Regions from separate parts of the Sus scrofa genome. Here region 2 is linked to region 1. A link is a contact called in public Hi-C data. All regions are on one chromosome and are shown on one strand. Each heading gives the region's core, a stretch centred on a gene start, on an enhancer-like site or on the middle of the called end of the contact. The rest is flanking DNA. Distances are from core to core; before and after follow the strand shown. Region 1 has its middle 43 kb from the start of ADIPOR2. Region 2 overlaps DCP1B (mRNA-decapping enzyme 1B).

The links. Hi-C and Micro-C count contacts between places; a contact is called where the count stands out from the background.
Region 2: a Hi-C map of skeletal muscle shows a contact between it and region 1, with 6 times the contacts expected there. The contact joins two enhancer-like sites. A contact is called at or near these places in 1 of 5 promoter capture datasets (liver), 14 of 47 Hi-C or Micro-C datasets (alveolar macrophages, embryonic fibroblasts, epiblast stem cells and 8 more) and 2 of 2 datasets of contacts at active chromatin or transcription factors (alveolar macrophages and skeletal muscle).

The regions. Positions count from the first base shown.
Region 1 is chr5:68,736,694-68,743,105 of Sscrofa11.1, reverse strand. No RefSeq gene overlaps it. Among named protein-coding and RNA genes, the nearest start is that of ADIPOR2, 43 kb to the left of the region's middle. Within about 2 kb of position 2,910, at least 21 of the 83 cell types and tissues checked have an H3K27ac peak or open chromatin away from gene starts, as enhancers often do.
Region 2 is chr5:68,922,014-68,928,425 of Sscrofa11.1, reverse strand. It overlaps DCP1B (mRNA-decapping enzyme 1B), which reads left to right. Exons shown (of 8, transcript XM_013997915.2): 7 at 1-157; 8 at 4,267-6,340. The coding sequence ends at 4,347. Among named protein-coding and RNA genes, the nearest start is that of CACNA2D4, 26 kb to the right of the region's middle. Within about 2 kb of position 3,800, at least 4 of the 83 cell types and tissues checked have an H3K27ac peak or open chromatin away from gene starts, as enhancers often do.

The DNA.
Region 1 (6,412 bases), core at 1,661-4,160:
GATCCAGCGTTGTGTGAGCTGTGGTGTAGGTCACAGACATGGCTCAGATCTGGTGTTGTGGCTGTGGCTGTAGCGTAGGCTGGTGGCTCCAGTTCAGCCCCTAGCCTGGGAACCTCCCTGTGTCAGGAGTATGGCCATAAAAAGACCCCCCCCCCCAACACACACGTAAGAATATGCACTGAAGATAAGCCTCCTATCTTGACTTTACTTCCTGGTCCCCTCCCCAGTGGCCTTCTTTCCAGAGACGGTTCACAGATAATAAGCACATGGCTGCCTTTTTACGCAAAAGATTTCATCTCATACCCACTGATCTGAACCATGTTTTTTGAAAAAAATACAGAAAAGTAAGACTGTAATATGAAAAGTTCCCGCCACTCAGAGCTGATTAAAAACTAGCTATATTTTTCCCCCACAAAAAAAGAAATGTTACAGATAAAGTTGAAATTTTCTGTGACCTTCACAGGCAATCCTGTACCCCACCTCCCCTCCCCAGAGCTGAGCACTGTCAAGAATTTGCTAATCCTTTCAGTAATTTTGTTACTTTCACATACATACATATGTATATCTGTGAAAAACACACAGTATCATTTTGTGTGATTTTTTGCTTTCTAGGGCCACTCCCAAGGCATGTGGAAGTTCCAAGGCTAGGGGTCAAATAGGAGCTACAGCTGCCAGCCTACACCACAGCCACAGCAACATGGGATCCAAGCCACATCTTCGACCTACACCCCAGCTCATGGCAACACCAGATCCTTAACCCACTGAGCAAGGCCAGGGATCGAACCCGCAACCTCATGGTTCCTAGTCAGATTCGTTAACCACTGAACCACGACGGGAACTCTCCTGTGCATCTTTAGTAGGGCTTTAAAGTGTGATACTGGGAGTTCCCACTGTGGCACAGCAGAAACTAATCTGGCTAGTATCCATGAGGATGTGGGTTCAATCCCTGGCCTCTCTCTGTGGGTCAGGATCTGGAGTTGCCATGAGCTGTGGTATAGGACAGATGCGGCTCAGATCCCGTGTTGCTGTGGCTGTGGTGTAGGCCAGCAACTGTAGCTCTGATTCCACCCCTAGCCTGGGAATGTCCATATGCCAAGGGTGCGGCCCCCCAAAAAAAGTGATGATACTCATCGCTTTTGCTTCTTTCTCTTTCTCTCCTATCTTCCAGTTTCCTCTAAATGCCAGAATTAATCTGCTATCATTGTAACCCCAATTATACCTCATGTTTCTGGGTTTAGGGTCAGATCAACAGCTGGAGGTCACTCAGAGTTAATCCAGGTGAACCATGGAGGTTCAGCACAACCAAACGTTCTGGGTGGCCTGGAATTCACTTTGCCCTGGTGTGTATTTATAGGCTGTCCTAAAATTGCACCAAGTACTGGCACTACTGTTGTGACCTCTTACAACCTTGGGGTGCCCAGCACAACCTGGGCTGCTGAGACCACTTGGGCCCTGGTCTGACCTAACCCTAAGGCCATTGCAGGGGGTGCTGGCACAGGGGAGCTAGGGCCGTGGTGACTTTTCACTTCTTTCTCATTCTTTTTAGCTCCTTAAAATACTCCCATGGGAGTTAGGCTTCTCACAGTAAAAGGGAAAGAGAAGAAACAAAAATGAAGTGAACTTGATGCCATATGGAGTATTTGAAAGTTGCTAAGAGAGTAGATCCTAGGAGTTTTCTGGTGGCTCGGTGAGTTAAGGATCCAGCATTGTCACTGCTGTGGCTTGAGTTGATGCTGTGGTGCAGTGATCCCCAGCCTGAGGACTTCCACATGCTGTGGGGCCTGGCCAAAAAGAGAGAGAGAGTAGGTTCTAAGTGTTCCCTTCACAAGGAGGAAAATCTTTTAAATCTCTATAGGGTGATGGATTTAACTAAACTCACTGTGGTCATCATCTCACAATATGTGCGAGACAGGTCGCCATGCCGTTGCCCTAAAACTTACAGAGCACTGTGTGTCAATTACATTTCAAAAATGAAAAAGAGAGAAAGAAAGAAAGAAAGAAAGAAAGAAAGAAAGAACCCACTTCTTTACATGAAAAAATACAAAAAACAAAACAAAACAAAAAAAACACCTCAGTGTTCAGATTTCCAAACAATTTCCTTGCCCCTCTTTTGTTAAAAGATAAGCAGAAACAGTAGGTGTTCTGAGAGAGAAGATTTTTCTTAGCCTTTCTGGCCTGGACAGTGTCTGAAGTTGTGTACAGTGAACTTTGCAGAGGACACAGTTTCCCAAGATTGTTTAGCTCAGAGTGAAGGACATGGCACATGGGCAGGACATGTGACTGTCACGCAGGGCAGGTTCTTCGGACCAGTCACCCTGCATGCTCATATTTTGAGCAAACACTGGGACTTGGGTTTCTAAGCACAGCCAGCTTTGTAGGGGTGACACCCCAGTCACCTCCCTCTTCCAGCCGAGAGTCACCAGAACACAATGTCCCCATCTTATGAATGGGCATTGTTCTCAGAAAGAATTCCTAAATACTTTGTTTAGAACTGGAAGGCATTTTCCCAGATAAACTAGAGTATGCGTAATCCATACTATTCAGGGCAGCCCAAAAGGACCAACAGAAACCCCACCCTGAGTAGAGACCTGCCTCTCAGGAAACACCTTCCAGTTTGCAAGCTGAGGTCCTGGGACCCTTCCCTACCACCGCAGCCCCTCTGTGAGCAGGGCCACCAGCACGTCCCGGCACCAGGCTGGGCTGAGCCAAGGGAGGAAGGTGTTCTCTGCTGTGGCCTTGGGCCCCCCTGAGGACACAGTCCCGCCCTCCTGGTACAGACTGGTGGCCTTACTGCTTTGAGGCTTTGCGGACACAAGGGGATCCAGCAGTCAAGACAGACTGGAGGGCAGGAAAGCTGACATTCCGGTCCTGGGAGCTGGGGCGACATCTACAGAAGAGACACACTCTGGCCCTGGGGCTGATGTCCAAGGCCAGGGTCCCATTCATGGACCCAGGAGATGGGTGACCTCCTCTCCCCACCCTCATTCTCCCACCAGCTGAATTCTTGTCTTCTGAACTCAGATCCTGTGTGTTCACAGAGGGACAAGCAGTCAGCAACCTGTCCCCTTCCCTCAGGCCTCTCCCTGGTGACTGAAGGGAAGGGTGCTTTTTATTTTCTTGGCTGCACCCAAAGCATGCGGAAGTTTCCAGGGCAGGGATCACACCCACGCCACAGCAGTAACAATACCGGGTCCTTTAACCACTAGGCCACCAGGGAACTCCCTCCATTTTTTCTTTTCTTTCTTTTTTTGTTTTTTGGCCACAGGTACAGCAACACCGGATCCAAGCCAAGTCTGCAACCTACTCCACAGCTCATGGCAATGCTGGGTCCTTAACCCACTGATCAAAGGCAGGGATCGAACCCGCATCCTCATGGATACTAGTCAGGTTCATTTCCGCTAGGCCACAAAAGGGACTCCTCTTTTACTTTCTATGCAGTGGGTTAAGGCTGGGCAGGCAACCTCCCAACCCATCTCCTGGCTCCCACCCCTACAACCTTCCCTGGGTTACCTCAGTTCAGGCCTCTCCCTCCTCCTGCCACCCCCCACCCTCCAGGGGCCACGGTCCTGCCTGGCCCGAGGGCTTAACTCCTTATGCTGTGTTAGTTACATTGCCAGAACAAATTAAAATTTTCAGATAATCAAAAACAAAACAAACAAGCAAAAGGAACCCAACCGTTTTATGTAAAATGAACCCACCATGGGGCCTCTCTCTGTAATTCACACAGGCTGAGAATTACGGAGCTAGTTCTGCCATCCCGGCCTCACAGCGCCCGACTCAAGGCTTCCCCATCCCCTCTCTGTTTCAACATGTACACCAGATGCCCTTTCTTCACTCTGTGCAAATCTGTGTCCTTGGCTCTGCACGCCTTGATCTCTCACCTTAGATTCAGGACGGCCAAGTTCCTTCAGCTGTATGCCCCTATCAGAAGTTTCCTGACTCACCCTTCTTGTTCAAATTCACAGTGGCAAGATGGGGGAAGATTACTGTACACACCTGAGGCTCACAAGGAAACACACACCTCTGTTGCAGGTGACTACATCCTGTGATTACCCAGACATCCGCTGAGGAACCAGAAGGAGCTTGGAGTCGGTCAGCGTCAATTAGCAGCTGTGTGAGTCAGAGGATGTTACTCGACCTCTCTGAATCTTGTTTTCCCACCTGTAACTTGTGGATGGTAATGCCTACCTTGCAGAGGTACTGAGAGAATTATATACAATACATGCAAAGCAGCTGGTACAGTAAGGCCTCCACATGGTAGCTAGAGTTATTCCCACCTCGGCAGTGATGACCTTCAAACATGCAGAGAATTCGGCTACTTAAGAGCAAGGGCTAACCCATGCCACTTCCCGGCCTGAGCTCCACTGTTGTCACCCACATCTGGCATGCTGGCCAGACTAGGCACTCCCCTCATCTTTATTCCACACTCAACCTTTAAAAAAATAAGTAAAACAGGAGTTTCCGTGTGGCTCAATAGGTTGGGGATCAGGCACAGGTGGGTGCTGTGGCAAGGGTTCAATCCCTGGCCCAGGATTTCCTCAGGCTGCTGGTGGGGCCAAAAAAATTAAAACAACACTGAGGCTGATCTAATTCTTCCCAAATTGGTCCAGAGGAAAAATCTGAAGCTCCACTGGGCTGCCTGCAAGGACCATATACCCTTTTTTTTCTTTTTTTTCTCTTTTTAGGGCCACACCTGCAGCATATGGAGGAATCAAATTGGAGCTGTAACTGCCGGCCTACACCACAGGCAGGTGGGATCCAAGCCTCATATCTGTGACCTACAGGTCACGGCAACATCAGATCCCTAACTCTGAGAGAGGCTAGGGATCGAACCCATGGATGCTAGTCAGGTTCTTAACCCGCTGAGCCACGATGGGAACTCCCGCATGCCCAACTTTTTGAACCAAGGTGGGAGTCGCAGACCCTCAGCTGCAGCTGATGAAACAGTGACACCATGTGGCCTCACAGGAGCGCAGCGCAGCCCAGAACCGGCTCTGCGGGAGCCTGGTCCCAGCCAGGCTGGGAGAGGGGTTGGCTGTGTCAGGAAATGAAACATGAAGAAACAAAGCACCTTACACCTGCGAATGGACTCACATCCCACTCCCTGAATGCCCTTTCCGTCCACAGTCTAAGATTCCCAGGCTGGACAATCCATGCTCTCAAATCAGAAGGGACAAAAATCACGCTGGCCATTTATAAAGTCTCAAACACGTGCTGCCACTGCTCCAGAGGTCGTGGGACATTTACAGGAACATCTTGCAGTCCTTGTCCTACTCGGATATTTCTTTTTGGCAAAGGACTCAGACCTTGCAGAACTGGGATCCAGCGTTGTCACTACTGTGGCTCAGGTCACTGCAGTGGCACAGGTTCCATCCCTGGTCAAGGAATTTCCACATGCCCAGGGCATGGCCAAAAAAAAAAGAAAAAAAGAAAAACAACTTATGGTTATCAAAGGGGAGAGGTGGAGGGGGGATAAATTAGGAATGTGTGATTAACAGATACGCACTATCATATATAAGACAGACAAACAGCAAGGACCTACTATATAGCACAGGGAACTCTACTCCATATTCTGTAGTAACTGATATGGGTAAAGAATATGAAAAAGAATGAGTTTATAACTGATTACCTTGCTGTACACCTGAAATTAACACAATGTTATAAATCAACTATACTTCAATATAAAATAAAAAATTAAACTTTAGGAGTTCCCATTGTGGCGTAGCGGAAACAAATCCGACTAGGAACCATGAGGTTGCGGGTTCGATCCCTGGCCTTGCTCAGTGGGTTAAGGATCTGGCGTTGCCGTGAGCTGTGGTGTAGGTCGAAAACACAGCTTGGATCCTGAGTTGCTGTGGCTGTGGCATAGCCCAGTGGCTACAGCTCCAATTGGACCCCTAGCCTGGGAACCTCCATATGCTGCAGGTGCGGCCCTAAAAAGCAAAAATAAATAAATAAATAAACTTTTAAAATAAAAAAAAATTCTTTAAAAAAATTAAATGGCCTCTGGGAATCCAGCAAACCTATGGGAGAAGACAATTTCAAATCAGGGACTTGCAAAGGAGTTGGTTGTTCTAATAGGCAGAACAGAGCAGAGTTCCCGTCGTGGCGCAGTGGTTAACGAATCCGACTAGGAACCATGAGGTTGCGGGTTCGGTCCTGCCCTTGCTCAGTGGGTTAACGATCCGGCGTTGCCGTGAGCTGTGGTGTAGGTTGCAGATGCAGCTCAGATCCCTGTTGCTGTGGCTCTGGCGTAGGCCGGGGGCTACAGCTCCGATTCGATCCCTAGCCTGGGAACCTCCATATGCCGAGGGAGCGGCGCAAGAAATAGCAACAACAACAACAAAAAAAAGACCAAAAAAAAAAAAAAAAAACCAGAGCCCCCAGTCCCAGAAAGCATATTAGAGGGCCT
Region 2 (6,412 bases), core at 2,551-5,050, 180 kb before region 1:
GAAGCTGCAGGGGGCACAGCAGGAACCGCCAGTGCCCAGCCGCCCTGCCTTGGCAGCGAAGTTTCCCTTGGCCACTTCCAGCGCCCGAGCTCCAAATCCCTTGGAGTCCTGGAGGGACCAGATCCCCTGCAACGAGAAGCAGGCTCCGCTCCTGCAGGTAGGTGTCTGTAGAGGTGGGAGGTGTTGCCAGGGACTCTGTGTGTGCAGCTGCGGGCCTGGTTGCGCATCTCCTTACCTCTTTTCCTGCCTGGGAGAGAATCTGTCTTTGCTCAGCAATCCAGGAGCCCCCCTCAGAGATACTTCTCTCCTAGAGTCAAGTCTTTGTGTTACAAGGCTTGAAGGTGTGGATGAGCATGTGGGGAAAACCCACATTTTTGACTTCAGAAACTTAGGGTCTGTTTTGAGGTTCTTCTAGAATGCCAGCTCTGACCTCATCTGGTTACCTGGGTCCACAGTAAATTACTGCGTGTTTGTTACCCAGTAAGTGTCTGAGCACTAACCGCGTGCCAGGCCGTGCTGCTCAGGCTGAGGAGACATGGGGCTGGGTGCCCTGCCACATGGAAGCCTCAGCCCTGGTGCTGGAAGTCAGCAGGAAAGCAGGTCACTGCCCCCGGGAGGTATAGCCTCCCCTCCGTCTCAGTGGGTGTGGTGGAACGGCAGTGGGAGAGGGAGAAGAAAGTGCTGCTGACCCCTGACACACACACCGATGGCCAGAGAGGGGGAAATACTGTAATTTTTAGAAATGTTCTGTCCTGCAGGGAAGATGGTTCTCTGTGGTCGCTGGTAGCTCAGAACAGTCAGAAAGCCAGAACTTCCCCATCTGTGATCACCACTGGGTAACATCTGGAGATCTGACTGGCTTCCCTTTCCATTAGGATTGGTACAAATTCATTGAAAATGCACCAGGTTCAAAAATTAGGAGGTTTCCCCTGTTTTTAGTATACATGGTTATCGGTTCTCCTGTTGTGTTCCGACAAGTAGCTTAGAGAGGTGCCTCTGGAATCTTTCACTTTGTGAAAACAAGATGCACAGTTTGGGTCGCAGTCTTGGCATCTATGAGACCAGGGGCCAGAGTTCTTGCCTCACCTTTAGGAAGAGCTCACAGTGGCCTGAGTACCTGCTGCCGCAGAGACAGCGGCTGTGCCGTGCTCGCTGCTGCTTCTCTTTCATAGCTGGGACACAGGAAAGTGGGGGTGCGTGGTTGGCCTCGTGCTCTGCGGGTGCACACCCTCCCGGTGCCCTGCTCCCAGAGCGCCCACAAGCCCTCCTTTGGATCAGCGTTCTCAGCTTTTCCCCTCAAAACAGCAGTGGGGACAGTTAAACAGACAACCCGCCTTCCTCCTGGCCACTTCCTGCCTGGGAGAGACCAAGGGAGTGGTTATGAAATTACTGCAGCCCCCAGGTCACCGGCCTTTATGCCTTGTTCTCCTGAGGTCTCTGGGGCTTCGGAGCCTGACAGTAACACTCTTTCTTCTCACCTTACCTGGAAACACATGAGAGGTGGCTGTACGGGTCACATGGAGTCAGCTGTCCTGTGAACATCTGGAAACACTATTGGAAAAGTCGGTTTTAGGTCTGGTGCCCAAGAGAGGCAGACAGCCCCACCCAGAGAAACAGGTCACCCCAGTGCTGCCCCTGAAACCTGAGGCAGAGAATCTGGAAGTGGGGCGAAGTGGGCCCCCACACCCTCCGGTGCCCGATGAGGGGGGCCCTCATAGCAGGAACGTGGGGCCCTGGCAGGGCAGTGGCTCACAGTCAGGCCAGCAGGCGCGAGGCTGCCGGCAATGTCCAGGGAGAGTGGTAGATCGTGGAGCCTGGTGGCTGCCTCGAGGAGCTGTGAACAGAAGCCTGTTTATGTCCACACCCTCTGCCCCTCACCCTGCCATGTCCATGTCTGCCCCCCGCAGGTCCTTTTGCCCCAGCGCATCCCAGCCGCGGTGGCCCCATCTCTGCTCATGTCCCCCATGGTGTTCACACAGCCCCCCTGGGCCCCGCCACAGGAGAGGTTCAGCGGGCTCCTGCCCCCAGGGAGCCAGGACCCAGTGGCCACCCCCAGCGGCCTCCTCCTGCCTCTGCAGACCCCGGAGCCTCCTGGGACCCCCAGCAGCCCCCTGACCAAGCTACAGCTCCAGGAAGCTCTGCTGCATCTCATCCAGGTAGGAGCCCCTCCCTCCTGCTCTAGCTGCTGACCCGCTGGCGCCCTGAGGTGCTGTGTGAGCCATGCCAGCTAGTGCTTCCCAAGAGTAAGACGGGGCTGAACCCAGGGCTTCAGGGCTCAGCTGCTGGTGAGTGTTAGGAATGACTGTGGCTCTGAGCCTCTCAGCCCCGCAGGGGGTTGTAGTTCGGAGAGTTGACCAAGCCCTCCAGCTGCCACCTGTCAGCAGAGAAGGAGGCGGACACTGTGCAGTTAAGTGCATAGGAGGCTCCAGGTCTGCAGGGCCCCCAAGCAGCCCACTGCTGCCGGGAGCTAGATGCATATTGAGGAGAGAGGTGTTTTGAGCCCATGGCAGCAACTGGCTGGGGTGGCAGTACCAGCTGTGACAACAAAGAGCACGTTTTATAGATCATTTTGAAACCTGCCGGTGAAGGCAAGGTGGGATGACATCTCTGTCAGCCACCTGCCTCCCTAGTCCCTAGGAGGTAATAAAACGGTAACACTTGCACGGAGCTCTGTGCCAAATACTGTTTTGAAGGCTTTACCTGTGTAGAAATCCTTATACAGCAGCCCTGTTGTGTTGCCCTGTTTGGAGAAAAGGAAACTGAGGCTGAGTGACTGGCCCAAGGTCACGGGGCCAGCCTGGCTCCTGAGCGCCCTCCCCACTGCGGACGGAAGGGCAGTGACTACAGGCCACACCCCACACACTGAGAGGCCCTGAAAAGTGGGTGCTTGTACCCAGACACACCTCCCACGCATCAGTTCACGTAGCTAGGTATCTTTTAGGTAGACAGCCTTTAAGATTGTGTGGGACTTTGCTTGGCTTTGAGAGAGCAGGCTAGCCTTTTCCCAGCATCTCATCCTACTCAGAGAAACATCCTGTTAGTAAGGATATTTCTTTAAAGATAACATATTTCAGAGAGAAGGGAAGGCATGGCCCCAAAATTCAGCCTGTGAGTGTGAAAGCAGAGTGGCAGGCTGCTAAAGAGTGGCAGTCGCTCCATGCTCGCTCAGAAAGAATGACGTTTTCCACCTTTCCTAGAAGCCACTCGTGATAAGTTCATGAGCACAGACGGATGACATCTGTAAACTTCTTGTGAGAAATAAACAAAACCCCTTAAATTTGAATGTGAAAGTTCCATATTTTGTCTGGCTTACTCCACTTAAATAACACTGTTCCAAAGATTTCAGTGCAGGAACCGAGACTCCTGGACCTTGATAGTTAGAGGTCATACGTGCGTTCCCGCCCCTCGACCTGCGTTTTACTTTCCCCGCGTTAGATGAGCTGTTGAAAGTCAAGCCTTCTGCTTTAGTCTCCACCTGCTGTTAGGACACAGGCTCATGCACAGACCATGTAGGAAAACCAGGCTAGCGTGGCTCCCTCTCCCTGCCTGAGACTCTCCCTGCGTGAGAACGATGCTGGCCCTGTGTGTGGAGGCCAAGCCAGAGTGTGAGACATGGGTGAATTGCCAGAGCGTTAAGGAATTGGGTGGGAGGGAGACGGCTCCAGCATCAAACACAAAAAACCACCCATGAGCCCATGGTTCCCTCGGCCCTAGTCAGGCACTAGAGCCCAGGCCTACCGTCTAACGGCTGCCTGCTGGCTAAGGCCAGAGCTTCCCATAACCATAGGGGGTTGCACTGGCTCTGATGAGATGTCAGCAAAGCACACCCCAAGTGAAATCTTAACTTACGCTCCAAATGAAATTCACCCCAGTAGGGGACTCAGGGGACTATTTGGAGCCACCAGCACCCTCCTCTCCAGGCCAGAGGACTCAGCTGGATCACTTCCTCCCCATACAAACTTCTGAGCACCGTGTCCTTCCACAAAGCAGACCAGGCTTCTCGGGGGCCAGCCCTGTTCTGTGCAGCCCATGAGCACTGGCTGCTTCACACGCTGACCACTGAGAACCAGCAGTTGACCCTGTCTGGCCTTGCCTGCAACCCCACTTAATGCTCACACATGCAATCAAAAACCACCAGCTGCTCGCACAAACAGGTAGAGGTGAGCATCTTAGGATCAAAATGCCAGTTCAGCTCCAGACAGAGAAAGCCTCTGGTTTCCTCCAACCAAATCACATCCCCTTGGGTCTCTTGATTTTATTTTCCAGAATGACGACAGCTTCTTAAATATAATCTACGAAGCTTATCTCTTCAGCATGACACAAGCGGCCATGAAAAAGACTCTGTGAAAGCAAAACATTTTAAAGCTGATTTTCAAAGTCCTCCAGCTGCAGGTTCTCTCATATCCATGTTGTTACCCTAAATGTTTCTGGTTTTTTTTTTTTTAAAGAAAAGTATGTATTATATGAAGTAAAATGTTTCAGATTTTTTTCAGTCAAGCATTTTTTAAATTACGTCCTTCAGTGCGCCTGGTACTAGGAATTGAGTGGGTAGGAAAAGTCCTTTGCTCATATCACACAGTAAATGCCAAGCTTAAATGATTTTTTTTTTTTTTTTTTTTACACATACTCGGCCATTTCTAAACAAGTTATCTCTCCATGGGAAGGGCTCTTCTGGGAACTTGGTGTCTTTTTTATTAGCAGCTCTGGTTATTTCTGGAACCTGGAGAATGTGCTGACCACCAGGTGGCAGTGTCGCCCCGAGACCACCAACAGGCCTCGCCAGCCTCACCAGCCTGGCACCTAACAAGTGAAAGTAAACCTTTCATTTGTAAAAATCAGTTGGCCCATTCTCCCCAGGCCTTTGAAGGGAAATAATTTCTAAAGGTATTTATAGCTTGTTCCTAGGGGGTGGTTGTTCTAGGAGTCCACAAGTGGCCCAGATTTCTATGACACTTCATCTATCCCAGCTCCTGTCATTTCTTTTGGACCCAACCAGCAGAAGCCTGCCTCTGCTTCCAAATGAACATTTTGTCATTTTCAGCAAAACGTGCTGAGAGGAAAGTCACAGAAGATTTTAAAGCCATCTTTTAGCCCCTTCGGAGAGGCAGTGGGTTGTTGGGCTCGGCGAAGAAGGTTCTTCAAGCCGTGTAGCAGACGGACTTCAGTTCACGGAGGTGAGGAGCTTACTCTTGGAGAAGGCAGGAGAGCCCTCGCCAAAAGGAGTCAGCTTGGAAATTATCCCCTGCTGAACCTTGGTGATAAACGAAGCTTTGCATTTCCATGGCCCTGTTTATTCTTGGACCATAAAAAGATCTCTAGCCGCCTGCAACAGGAGCCGGCTTCATTCTCATCTTAGAGGTCATAGGAGGCAGGGGAAGCAGATGTCCTTGCAGCTTCTGATGCCCGGATGTGGGCTTGAGGCTCAGACCTGATGCAGGCACTAGGCCAGGCCAGGGTCTCCGGTGGGCACAGGAGCATGCCCTTCTAGGGAGGAGAGGAGGCCAAAAAGGAGCTGACCTTGCTGAGCCCGGGCACCCTGAGGCCAGGAGCCTGCTCTTGCTTCCTGTGTCAGGAAGGGATGGTTTTCTCTGTTTCCCCGACAACATCTAACATCGGATACTCCCACAGAATACTTCAAGTTCATGATTTCATGTATAGTATTTCAGGGTCCTTGTAAGGAGTGTGGGGGTGGAGGAGAGACACAGATGGACCCATTTTCCCCAGGTCAGTGACACACAGCTCACCTCAGCAGCACACACTCACACTGGAACAAAATCAACCACCCAAACCGCTGGCCAGCCTTTAAAATACATACACGTATCTTTGATCTTAATTACATGTTTAGAGCTGATTCTCTAGCTGGGGAGAAATGAATTCCATTGAAGATTTTTCTAATATACTTGTGGTAGCAAACAGCTAATTTCTGAAATATGTAATTTTTTACTTTATTTGAATAAATAAAATAAAAATATCATTTCAGCACCTACTGTGAAGAGATACGCCTCTGCTGTGGCTGGAAGGAACCCCCCCACACACACACACCCGGCGTGGTCAGACCTACACCACAGGCTTCACTGGGCCTTTTTAGGTCAACACCAGGTGATCTGTTTTGAAAATGAATTCTCCATCCTTTAATGGAATGAATCACTTTAAAAGTGACAGCCCAATTCATTTAGACCAAAGACAGAGTCCCTCTTTCAATGGGCACTGGGAGACAGCTTGTTTCCTCCATGTGGGAAGCAGATGAGAGCTGCTTTATACAAGACCTTTCTCCAGAAGGCCCAGGAAGTGGATTGCAGGGTTATCTAAGCACCCAGAATTAGAATTCACATAGAAACGAACTTCCCCTATTCCTACCTCACCCAGCTGACCCTACTCCTAAGCCCCGTCCTTGCAAACCAGACCTGGGCGG